2 separate regions of the Mus musculus genome follow, and region 2 is linked to region 1. Evidence: chromatin contacts called from public HiChIP or PLAC-seq data. All regions are on one chromosome and are shown on one strand. Each heading gives the region's core, a stretch centred on a gene start, on an enhancer-like site or on the middle of the called end of the contact. The rest is flanking DNA. Distances are from core to core; before and after follow the strand shown.

The links. HiChIP or PLAC-seq counts read pairs in DNA pulled down with a chosen protein or histone mark.
Region 2: a FOXA1 HiChIP or PLAC-seq map of pancreatic cancer cells shows a contact between it and region 1. The contact joins two enhancer-like sites. A contact is called at or near these places in 2 of 115 datasets of contacts at active chromatin or transcription factors (microglia and pancreatic cancer cells).

Annotation. Positions count from the first base shown.
Region 1 is chr15:77,829,533-77,835,777 of GRCm38.p6, forward strand. All of the region lies in intron 1 of Myh9 (myosin, heavy polypeptide 9, non-muscle), which reads right to left. Among named protein-coding and RNA genes, the nearest start is that of Myh9, 9.5 kb to the right of the region's middle. Within about 2 kb of position 3,064, at least 106 of the 459 cell types and tissues checked have an H3K27ac peak or open chromatin away from gene starts, as enhancers often do. A contact at or near this core is called in pancreatic cancer cells, where this site is marked.
Region 2 is chr15:78,444,678-78,450,922 of GRCm38.p6, forward strand. It overlaps Tmprss6 (transmembrane serine protease 6), which reads right to left. Exons shown (of 18, transcript NM_027902.2): 11 at 1,986-2,131; 12 at 1,527-1,625; 13 at 607-720. Among named protein-coding and RNA genes, the nearest start is that of Kctd17, 19 kb to the left of the region's middle. Within about 2 kb of position 3,729, at least 228 of the 459 cell types and tissues checked have an H3K27ac peak or open chromatin away from gene starts, as enhancers often do. A contact at or near this core is called in pancreatic cancer cells, where this site is marked.

The sequences.
Region 1 (6,245 bases), core at 1,814-4,313:
ACTAGGATGGGGTCAGAAGCCAGACCCCCTCCCTATTCATGTAGATACTAGACACACACTTCATGGTAGTTAGGCCCCAGAAGCCAAGGAAATACAGCCACCCAACCGAGGCCACTGGAGCCAAGAGAGAGGGGGTTGGAATGAAACCTGTGTGTCTGACCAGTCAGGTAGAAACATGTTGTGTTCCCAGTCTGGCATGGGCAATGAACTTCACAAGGGTCCTGGTGGTGAGGCAAGGTCAGAATGGAGGCAGCACCTCCAGGAGAAGTAGGAGTGGCTCCTCAGTCAGGCTAAGTACTCAGCATGGAAGCTTTGAGAGTAGCTACTCAGCACTGGCAACCCAAGGACTGTTCGCCTTGCTGATGCTCATCTGGAGAGAGGCTCTACTCACCACTGGGGTGAACAACCTGGGCTCGCAAAGGGCCGATCTGACCATTAAGGGCTGATCTAAAGTGGAAGGGGACTCTGAGGGCTGCTTGGACAGCAGTCCATAGACTGAGCTGAGAGCACTCCATCCTACAGAGCAGCAAACCAAAAGAGGCAGGTTTGAGTGGTGCAAGGGCATAGTTCATAGCTTGGTTTGGTTTGAGACAAAGTTTCAATGTGTAGTCTTGTCTAGACTTCATTGAGTTCCTCTTATACCCAGCTAAGACATGAGAACCCAGCGGTTCTCGACCTTCCTAAACCTGTGACCCTTTAATACAGTTCCTCATGTTGTGGTAGCCCCCCAAAAATTATTTTTACTACATCATAACCGTAACTTTCTTACTGTTATGGATCATAATATAACTATCTGATATGCAGGATATCTGATATGCGACCCTGTGAAAGGGTGGGTCACATATCAAAGGGCTGTGACCCACATGTTAACGATCCTGTTTACAGATGACAAAAATGGGGATCTAAGCAGACCACCATCCCAGCGCTGGGGAGGCAGAAGCAAGTGGATCTCTGTGAACTCAAGGCCACCCTGATCTACATAAGGAGGATAGCAGCTCCTGAAAGGTATCATCCCCAGACCTGAAAAGGATCACCAGAATGTCTGGGCTGCACCAGGACAGCTGGGAACGAATGTAAAATAGTATAAACTCAAGAGATAATCTTTGGCCCACAATTACCAAGCCCAGTGTAAACAGGAAGTGAATAAAGATGGGGGGGGGGGCATGAGGCTAGGAGAGATGGGCCATAGTCAAGAGCACCTCCTGCTCATGCAGAGGCTCCAGATTCAGTTTCTAGCACCCACACGGTGACACGTAACCTTCCATAATTCCACACCCAGGAATCCACAGCTCTCTTCTGGGCTCTGCAGGCAATACATATAAACTAATCTCTTTTTTAAAGGGCCACAGAGGGCCTGTCTTAACTAGAAACATTGTAATCCCCCGGCTGCTGCTGGACTCCCCCCAGTTCCTCTTTTTCAGTACCAACCTGACCCATGTGTGAAGAGAAGGCTAGACTGAGCCTCAGATTGTGTTGCTTTGGGTAGCCTGGCGGTAATGGGGGTCTAAGATCCATGACAAACTTCAAACCCAAGAAGTCTGGGGCTGATGGAAATACAACCTGCCTGGTGGAGAGAGACCCAGGAAGGTATGCAAAGCCTGCAATGCCTGAGCCCCATCAGCATTTCTGGGGCCACCCAGCCCACTTCATTCCCCAGCGAGGCAGGTGGCAACATGCTTCTGGCTCCTTCCCAAGCAACAAGTTACCTCTCCTGCTCTCTAAGAAGACCAAACATTTCAGAAAACCTTGAGCTGGATGGAGTAGGAACTGAGGGGAGGGGCCAGAGAGAGCAAAGCACAAGGCTGCCCTCTCTGATGAAGGTAGAGACCCACCATCCCGGTACCCAGGTACCTTGCAAAGACTTCCCCCACTACAGATAAAGATCCAAAGCTGCAACAAGGATTCTGAAACTTCCTTTTTTTTTTTTTACAACAAAGCCAAACTGTTGCAACTTATTGCTACAATTCTTACAACATCTCAGCAAGGCCTCAACTGAGACCTGGGCCCCTGGCAAGGTGTCTAGATGTTTCCAGACCTCCCCACCCTCATTAGGAGGAACCCTATCCCCTCTTCCTTCCTCCCCCTTTCTCCCTACCCTCGGGAGTCTCCTTCCTGCTCAGTAGCATCCTCAACAGAGACAACCCTGTGAACAAAGCCCCTTAGAGACTTTTGGTCTTTCACCTCTTCCAGATGGGTTTCCTGACCCAGGCCTTTGGTATACACAGGAGATAGGAGACAGGTAGAATTGGGAGGGAGCAGGTGGAAGGCCTTCCTACACAGAGCCTGGAAAGATCTCGCAGCTCTTGGCTCCAGTTCCTGAGCTTCCTGACAGCTTGTGAATGACAAAGTGGTTTTACCAGCTTTCAATGAACCGGGCTGGGCACCCAGGAGTCCCATCTCTACAAACCCCCATGTCTCAAGCCACAACACCAACACCAGAAGGCAGTGAACATGTTCCTAGGACTAGACCTGCGCCCAGGGAGCAGCCCAGTGATCTCAGACCCTGCATCTTGATGTACAACCATCTCTGTACAAGACCTACAATAGATGCTTAGATACTCACTGAGTGATTACATTTTTAGAGACAATAAAGCTCACGGTATTTTCTGACAATGTAAATAATAGTTCCTCCCCTCAGTGGACCATAACATGGTCATTAAATACCCAGTATGAAGAATGTTGCAACACAGGAAACTTCAGATTGCAGCACTGCTTGAGAACTCAAGTGTACACAGTACCATTGTGCCTGGGATCTGGTGAAGTGCATGCCGGTGTGTGCATGCGTATGCGTGTTCATGTACACACATGAATGGGTACTTATATGTGCAGGAAACCCAAAAACTTCAATGGTGTGGTGCTTCTTGCCAGCTTATGTTTGTGCTGCAAACAGGCTCCTAGTTTCTCTTCCGAACTTTAATAGGACACTGTTTTCAGTAGCAATGGTGTTTCACAATTCTCCGTGAAATGTCTCACCTCAAGTCCTTCGCCTGGGAATAACATGATGTCTGACCTCCCAACCAGAGGACACCGGCAGCTTGCCCAGCACCCAGTCAGAAGTTAACGACCTGGGAGTGGAACAGAGCACTCTACTTACCAGAAAAGGGTTCAAGGAGAGCAGGTCTCCACAGGCTACCTTAGGCTCTGAAAAGGCTAGGGCCTACAAGAGAGGAAACCTTTCACCAGTCAGTGTGAGTCACAGAACCTTCCACAATCTGAATCACTCCTCAACAAAGCGAAAATGCCTGAGCAAGGTCCCAACCCTGCTCCCTGGGCACGTCGTGCCCTGTGTGGATTCTGCAGTCAGCTCAAGTGCCACTTCCTCTAGGCTGCTTTCTCAGACCCCCCCTAAGGCCTGCTCTCCTGTATGAGCTAAAGAGTATCAGCCCCGGGCTGGTGAGATGGCTCAGTGGGAAAGAGCACCCGACTGCTCTTCCGAAGGTCCGGAGTTCAAATCCCAGCAACCACATGGTGGCTCACAACCATCTGAAACAAGATCAAGATCTGACTCCTTCTTCTGGAGTGTCTGAAGACAGCTACAGTGTACTTACATATAATAAATAAAAAAATCTTTTAAAAAAAAAAAAAAAAAAGAGTATCAGCCCCTACAAACAGAAACCACACTTCCTGAAGCTCTCTCCTCTCAGCACCTGGCCCTGGGGTCCATCTTTGTGCCTGGGAAGCCCATGTTATCTGGTGTGGTTACTGAGTAACTAGGGCTGGACAGGAGGGCAGATGGAGACAAAGGAATGAATAGTATATAATACATAGGCAAGAGCTCACCTGTTAAGAAAGCAGGGACCACTGGGTCCCACAGCTGCAAAGTCATCCTGGGCTTGAATTCATGCTGGCAGTCATGGTCCTCTCACCTGCCCCACCCCACCTCCAACTCCACACTCATGAGAAAAGTAGCTATAATAAACACCATGGGCACAGGAGGCCTCAGTGAGTGGCCAGGAACGATGGGGATGATAGTCTTTAGTGAGCTCACAGCTCAAGAAGGAGAAAGCTAAGGAGACCAGTCCACCCTCTTTGCAAACGAGGCTATGTGTACCTACAATGAAGGCTGTCTGAAAGGACACAGGAGCAGAAGCAGACCCACCCTTCCACACACACACACACACACCCCACACCCCAGTCTGAATCTCTGTAAGGCGACCTCATCAGCAAAATGAATGAGTTTCTACTTCCTGGGGGCAAGAAAAGAACTCAACAAACAGCACATGGCCTGCTGCACATAGGTGCTCAATAAAATCTAACCGTTCTCTCTAGCCAAGCTAGGACTCAACTCAGACACCCAAAGACTTAGGCTGCTACTCTGTTCTAGTCACATCCTCCTGTGCTGGCTGCTTTTATGTCAGCCTGAGAAAATCGCCACCAACCCAGACTGGCCGGTGGGCAAGCCTGTGGGGCATTTTGTTGATTAATGGTAGACATGGGAGGAGCCAGCACACCGGGAGCATTGCCACCTGTGGGCAGGTGGGCCTGGGCTGTATAAGAGAGCAAGCTGAGAGAACCATGAGGAGCAAGGCTGTAATAGGCAGCGTTCCTCCAGGGTCTCTGCTTCAGTTCCTGCCTCCAGGTTCCTGCCTTCCCTTCGTGAAGGACTACAGATATTAGCCTAATCTTAAAAAACAGCTTTCAACCCCAAGTTGCTTTAGGTCATGGTGCTTTACATGGCACAGCAACAGAACCCCTCAGTCAGGCGTGATGGAGACCTCAGTTCTGTTCAAGCAACTGACGCTGTGGTGCTGACACTGTGTCCAGCCCTAAGCGAAGGCAGGGACCACAAAGGACAGGGACCACCAGCCTTTAACTCTCCAGGCCTCACAGCCCAGTGAGCGCTAAGATGCCCAGCCCTCGCCCCCTTTCTGCCCTAATTAGGTTAAGTCATCCAAAGTGTTCCACTGTCTCCGTCTTCGTGTTTATCACACAGGAAGCTGCCTTCTCCAGCCCAGTGACTTCACATAAAACACAGGAAACACACTCTACATAAAGGTGCCGCTGCTGCCTTGTAAACCCTTTTTTCTTAATGCTTAACCAGTTCAAACCAGAGTAACAAGCTGAGCTGTGTCGTCCAAGGGGAAGGATACACAAGGGGCTGGCCTCAGAAGTCTCAACATGAAGCCTAGAGTCCCGCTCCACTGTCACTTAGCTACCACACCTTGGCACCGAGGAACAGCTTTGTGGAATACATTAAAACCTTTAAAACCTGAACATGCATTTCCTACCATGTGAGGAGAAATGATGCTGACAACAATGTATGGGGGAAGGCAGTGGGGCAAAGATGAAGAGTGCACCACTTCAAAGCTGGCATCTCCATGCCACACGCGGGGAACTGAGGCAGGCAGCGAGCAGTAAGCGGTTCGGCCTGCCTGAGGCCAGAAAGCCTTGATGTGTCCCTTCTACCATGTTTGTATTGAAAATACAAAAAAGTTACTAGAAATTCAGACTGGCTGGAAGACCTGTGCCAGAGTGGCCTTCTAGATGGCCCGCCCTTGTACTTGGCACTGCCCCAGAAGAGATACTAATTTCTTTCTTTTTCTTTTTTATTTTTTTAGCTTTGGGAAACTGTTTTGCCCAAGGGCCCCACCCAACTGGAAGAAGTTCAGACAAACCCCACTCCTCCTCCATTCTTTAACTTACTGCCTCAGAAGAGATGTTTTAGGGGAAGGAAGGAGGTTTTTGAGGGCAAGCTAAGGGATACCCACGAAAGCCAGGAAAGATGGTGTCAGTCACAAGCACTTTCTCCGGACTGAGTGAAGCCAAGAGCAACTCTCAGCATGCATCCTGGGCAAGTACTCATCAACATGGGAAGAAAACAATATTCCTTTAAACGCTACACCCAAGACCCCTTCGGCTCTGACACACTACAACTGTAAACAAACTCAACAGAGGGGGCTTTTTGATTTGGTCTGGCTTCTTTTTTCAAAGACAGAGTCTATGTGGACCAGGCTGGCCTTGAACTCACAGAGATTTGCCAGCCTCTGCTTTCTGAGTGCTGGGATTAAAGATATATGTGCCACCATACCCAGCATTGATGCTAATGTTTTCTCTTTTAATCAGGACACCATTTACAATTACAGTCAATATTCAGAGGCAAAGAAGTTGCCTAGCATCTAGGCCTTGGGATTGCTTGATTCCCAGCACTGCTGGGGGAAGAAAACTTTAGAAAAATCTATGGGTCAAGTTCCCAAAAAACAAATGTCCTCTTGATCCATGACAACCTTATACAAGAAAGGAAGTCG
Region 2 (6,245 bases), core at 2,479-4,978, 620 kb after region 1:
ACATGGTGCCCCAAAGGCTCTCGATCACCCGTCACATCCTCTTACTAAGAGGTATCCCCTTGAGGGTAGGTACCCTCTCTCTGTCATCTCATTTCTACTTCCTCACTGCCCCTGACCCATCACTGGGTAGCCTGCCTGTGGTGGTTGAATATTCAGTTGGCTAGATGACTAGCTGCCTGACGGACTGGCTGGCTAGAGGAATGGAACCATGGACTCCTAGAAAGGTGGTTGGGTGTACAGAAAGATGGTCGCCAGGTCAGTGGATCGATGGATGAGCAAGGGATTGTGTGAAACAGAGGATGGGAAGGGTGTATCAGAAGCAAAGGTGGAAGGGTGGGTAATTAGTAAGTGGGTGGAGGGATGGATGTTAGATAGTTGAGGAAATGAATGATTGAGTGGATGGATGGATGAATGGAAGGAGAATGGGTGGGTGGGTGGGTGGGTGGATGGATGGATGGATGGATGGACGGACGGACTTCTGAGCAGACAGCTGATGTATGCACAGTAGGTTGGTAGTAGTTGGATGAGAAGACAGGGACCATTACAGCAGTAGGTGTTGCTATGACCCCTTTGATCTCCTTGGAGACCTTGGGCAGGTTCCCTTACCTTCTTGGCACTGTTCTTCGTCACTGCCATTGAGACAGTCGGGCTGCCGGTCACAGACTCTAGGCAGTGAAATGCACGTGCTGTCCTCTTGGCACTGGAACATGGCTCTGCAGACTGTGGTTACAGAGGGTGATGGTTGGAGGGGCTGGGGGGGGGGGAACCAGGCTGGGGCTTTGCAATGGCATCGGATACTCCCTGCATCATGTGCCCACCATCATACACTCTCAGTTCTGCACACCCGTCTCACAGCCATCCTGGAAAGGCCCATTTCATTGATGGGAACAGATGTGACTGATGGGCCTGAGGTCATTAGAGGTTCAGGGTCAAATATGAAATCTCTTCCCCTGATTCTCTCCTCAAACTGAGAATGGACAAGGGAGGCATGGAGCATCGCTGCCCAGGTACCTTGACTCTCTCTGGTCCTGAATGGTGACTCTAGGGGTCAGAAGCCAGCATTTGCTCAGAATTCTTCCTGAGAACCCTAGTCTGGGGACCAGTTCCTGCCTCAGGCTGGAGGGATAAGGGCCCCACCCCATTTAAGGAGAGAGATACAAGATACAGGATTCCTACCTACCCTGGACCCCAGCTCCTGAGAGTCTCAGCCCAGCCGCCATCCCTGCTTGGCTCTGCCCTCCCCCTCCTGGTTATTTTTTTTCAGAATATGGGCCAGGACAGACAGCTGGCACATTTGCTTATGATAAAGGGTGTAACCTCAGCTGAGGGTCACAGTGTGTCCCAGACACTCCCTCAATGGGGGATGCTATGGGGGTAGGCTGGCTCTGGGGAGGCTGCTTTTCCACATTGCCATCCTGACACAGTGCAAGAACCGTGGGCTCCTGGGTGTTCTCAAGGAGGAAGCACACGTCAGGTAGACTTAGTCCAGCGCAGGGAGAGAGGAGGGAAGGCGTCAGGCTGCTCACCACAGTTTCTCTCATCCAGGCCATTGGGGCAGTCCTTGATCCCGTCACACGCAGGGACACACAGTCCATTCACAGAGCAGAGGAACTCACCAGGGCAGGCTGGGGACAGGAGAGGGACAGTAGGAAATGGAAGCGGAAGAGCACACTTAGGATGCATGCCATGAAATACGTGCGTCTGTATCCTTACATGTACACAATTAGGTGCCCATACACCTGCTCCAGTGCCTGGTGTCTGTGGTCCATGCAGAGCTACATCCAGACAACACACACCCAAAGGGATACATGTGACTGCCTACCCAGCACATAAAACTACGTGCCATGTGCACACATGTGTATGAAGACACATAGCACTCTCACTGTGGCCTAGCCTCATAAATGTTTGTGCACATCTGGGGACAGCACAGGGGCAGGGCACGGGCACACACACACACACACACACACACCTCAAATTGTACTCACGGTCTGATTGGTTGTACAAGCTGTAGTACACTTGCACACCCGGGCCTGTGAGGGAGATCTGGGAGGTGAAGTTGATGGTGACACCATCTGAGGCCACCATGGGGATCCTCTCAGCATATGGCTGCAGGGTACGGAAGCCACACAGCCTAGGAGTGACCAGGGATGGCTTAGACACATAGACTGGTTTCCCAGCCAAAAAAAATGAGAAACAACCTAGGTTCCTATGCACAGCCAGGGTAAGGACCAGGCAGTCAGAAACAATGGGCCCCACCCACACTCCCTCTATCTCCATTTCTCCTTTGGGTGGCTGCTTAGCCCCAGAGACATCTTCTAGAAAGGAGTTTGTTTCTGTCACTCTCCTGCTCAAAAACCTGCAGTGGCGCCCCATTGACTGTGGGATAAAATTCCATCCAGATTCTTGCCCCAGTCACCCATAGGCTCTGAGAATCTGGCTAGTCAAGGGCCTCCTCTGAGGAGTCTCACTCTTCCTCTTTGTTCCACAAGGAAAACAATCATTTCTGCCAGCCTTCCATCTACAAAAAGGTTCCGTGTGTCTGCAGAGGCAGAGGACCTCAGCTGGCCAACTGTCTGTAGACTCACCCCACACAAAACACAGTTGGCCCGCTGAGCAACCTGGCAGGCTCACTCAGCCCGTGGACAGAGATGATTGAGAAACTGCAAAGTGGAGCAAGAATCCTGCCCGCTTCAGTTCAGGGCAGGAGAAGCTCTGGAAACGTAGTTTCCCAAGCCCCTGACCCTCACCTTCACGTTCCTGGCTAGGCTCTGGCATCTGTAATCTACTTGCATGAGTAGCTCTCAAAGTGCAGTCCAGAGACTAAAAGTCGCCTCTGTAGTGACCCTCTAATCCTGTTTGACCCTCCTTCCCTCCTTCTAACAACACAACAGAATTTCCAAGATAGGTGACTGGAACCCTGTAACTGAGGGCAGATGAGTGTGTGAGGGTGCCAGCCCTGCTCTATTAAGCCAGTTATTAAAGAATCTGCAAATAATTTGAAGGGTCGATATTTGTGTTACTAGATGTTGGCGTGCCCCATATTTTCAAGGCAAATTAAGAGGTCCTGAAAAGGAATTGTTTTTCAAGCACCCAGAGTTCCAACAGCCCAGCTGCTCGTCAAAGAAAAGATCGCCACCAGGGGGCGCGCGGGGCAAGCCTGGGTCTTGTCGTCACCCTTTCCCCGCCTCCCGCCCTTTTTCAAGCCAAGGAAATGTGGGTTCCTGGTGGATAAAAAAGATGGATTCCTGGATTGTTATCCTCAGAGGACAGGCCCAGAAAGTGGGCAGGGCATCTGGAAAATGTGATTTAAAAAAAAAAGAAGAAGTTATTTACTTTAAAGAATGCATTTTAAAGAAATCGCAGTACTTTCCCTTTATGCATGGGAGGCATTCCTAGACTCCCGTGGACACCAGAAATCCCACGCAGTGGCGAACACTACCTGTGCTATGCTCTGCCTGTACACATCTCTCTTTGTAAATCGGGCTCTAAAGAGAGCGGTAGCTAATGAAACAGATTCACTTCTGGAATTTTCCACTTAAGTATTTTCCGATCACAGATTACCGTGAGAAACTGAGAGGGAACTGATGAAATATACATTTCTGAACTAATCAGATTTAACTCCTGACACAGGCACTTAACCCGCAAGAGCAAGGGTTAGTCTGACAAGGAAAGTTAAAAGCCCGGAGACGGGAGGGAGAGCCAGAGCCTAGCCGCCCTTGACAAATGAGATCACCACTAGGGGGAGCCCTGGAGCAAGCCAGTCCCTTTCAAGCTAAGAGGAACCCGATTGTTCCTTGAGGACGTTGTTATAAATATATAAATTTGTGTTATGGTTATGATAATCTTATACCTATCATGCATTGCTATCCCAGGGAAGGGTCCCAAGAAGCAGGCAGGGAAGCTGGGAGCATCCCAGAACAAATGTAAGATTCAGGCATTCGGAGCCCTGTTCCCAGGTGCGGCCCTCTGAGTTTCTGGCCCCTCTGGTCCTCCCGTCCACCTAGCCCTCTCACCTCAGCAGCTAAGTGCTGGAGTCAGAAGGAACCGGGGCACCATATGGATTGCCTTGCTACCCCACCCCACCCCACCCTGTGAGTTTAGCAGGGGGATCTTTCTCCTAGGCCTGTCAATCCGGCATATCAGCATCTTCCCACAGAGGAGCTGGAGAGATGCTGGGTGGATAGGCAGAAGCATGGATAAGAGAAAGGAGTGGGAGGGGTCAGGCCTCACTGTGAACATGGCTCTTTCTATGGACAAGCTGAAGGACAGAGGGCAGAAAGACAGCACTGAGGGAGGGACAGTGGCCTGCTCTGTGGTGGACAGGACATTTTGCAGAGCCGGGCTCCATATAACTTTGCCACCAGACGAGTTAGTTCTGTGACCTCGGCAAACTTCAGGCCTCCGTAAGTGTGGTGGCCGAACTATAGTCAGGAGAAAGCCATCCCCTGACCCCACCTCCTTGCAGATATTTCAGAGAACCTGGAAGAATGGTTTGGGGGACCTGATACAGAGTGGCTGCAAGTGGCACTAGTCACAGGGCCTTGGGGAAGCAGAAAGACCACTTAGAGTCAGGCTTACAGGGGCCTCTGGAGCCTGTCGTTCTGCCTTATCTCATGGCTGGAAGTTAGCAGAAAGGGTCAGGCAGGTCACAGGAGAGTGACATCACATGAGAGGAAATGAGGGCAGGTTCCTGGAAGGGGGGAAGCCAGTGCTGCGGTATCGCCCAGTGAGGAGGTTCTGTGAAACCCAGCATCCAGCAGCTAGATCTTACAAGGACAAGACCCGCGTCCCCACCCCCACCACCTGCAGGCCACTGAAGGGCAAGCGGACCCTGTGGGGACAGCAGAACAACAGAACAGCAGGATGGCAGGCAGAACCAGGAGAAAACAAAATGGACAGACAAGATAGGGACCAAGGGTGCCCAGCTAGTAGAAGAGTCCCTTGTCTCTAGACTGGCACTGGGGACAGGGGTTCAGCCATCTTTTCCCTGTACTCCTCAATTGCTGGACCAAAGGACCTGGTCTCCCTCTCCCTTCCTCCATCTCTCAGGCCCCTGCTACCCACACAGCAGATTTTCCAGGACACATTCTTCAGAGAATTTCCCAGCAATGACGTTATCTTTATCAGCCCACAATAACCAGAGACCAGGCCCCAGGCCTCTGTTGTATATTTCCCATCATGCCTTGCCCTCCCCAGGGCATTCACTGTATGGAGCAAGGAGTTAACTCTCCACTGGGGACCCTGTATCCCAGGGGAAGGGCTGAGATGAGGTGCAACTTTCCCAGCTGCTTTCAGAGGAACTGGTGAGAGCCACAGAGATGCCCTGATCTCCCATCGGCTGGGAATGGCTCTACTGAGAGATGAGAGCCTTCCTGAGGAGACACCATACAATTAAGTGTACAACTGAGTGCTCTTTTCCTCTCTCTCTCTCTCTCTCTCTCTCTCTCTCTCTCACACACACACACACACACACACACACACACACACACACACACACACACACACACACACACGGCTGGGCAATCATGCCCTGGGGGCCGGCCAGCTGCCTGAGCTCAGTGATGACGTCACAAGCCACAGGGACTTTTAGCAAATGACTCAGCCTCTGGGCCTCAGGCTTCCCACAAGCTGTGAGGCTCGTTCAACTGTGAGTCCCTGGAATTCATACTTGAAACCAAAATTCACACTTGGATTCTCCAATGTCTTAGGCTAGTGGCGTTTGGAGGAAGGGCATTCAGGGAAGTGATTGGGTCAGGAAGGGGCTGTACCTGGTGAATGCATTCATCTAGCAGATAAAGGAAGCACTGGTGGGTGGCCTCAAGCCCCCACCCCTACCCTGCACCATCAGGCAAGCCCCTTCGGCCCTGCCTCATCTCCTGACACCCTCTGTCCCACTATGACTCAGCAGAAAGCCAGAGTCTTATGCTGCTTTCTTAGACTTCCAGCCTTCGCCACCAGGAGCTGCACAAACCTCTATTCTTTATAAACTTCCCTGCCTTGGCAATTTTGTTACAGCCGCAGAAAGCAGGTTAAGGACAGGATCTGAGTCCGCCTCCCTTGCTCGACTGTGGGGAGCACATAATCGCTTTCCACACCTGTGTGGCACCGAGTAAGAGCCATTTAGCGATTGTGGTTGGTACCGTCTCCACCCACCATCTTATTTAGTCTCCAGTGGAAGGCGTCTCGTTCCAGGCCCTTTGCTTTGTTTGTTTCTGTGTAATAGAACACACTCTTGTTTGGGACAG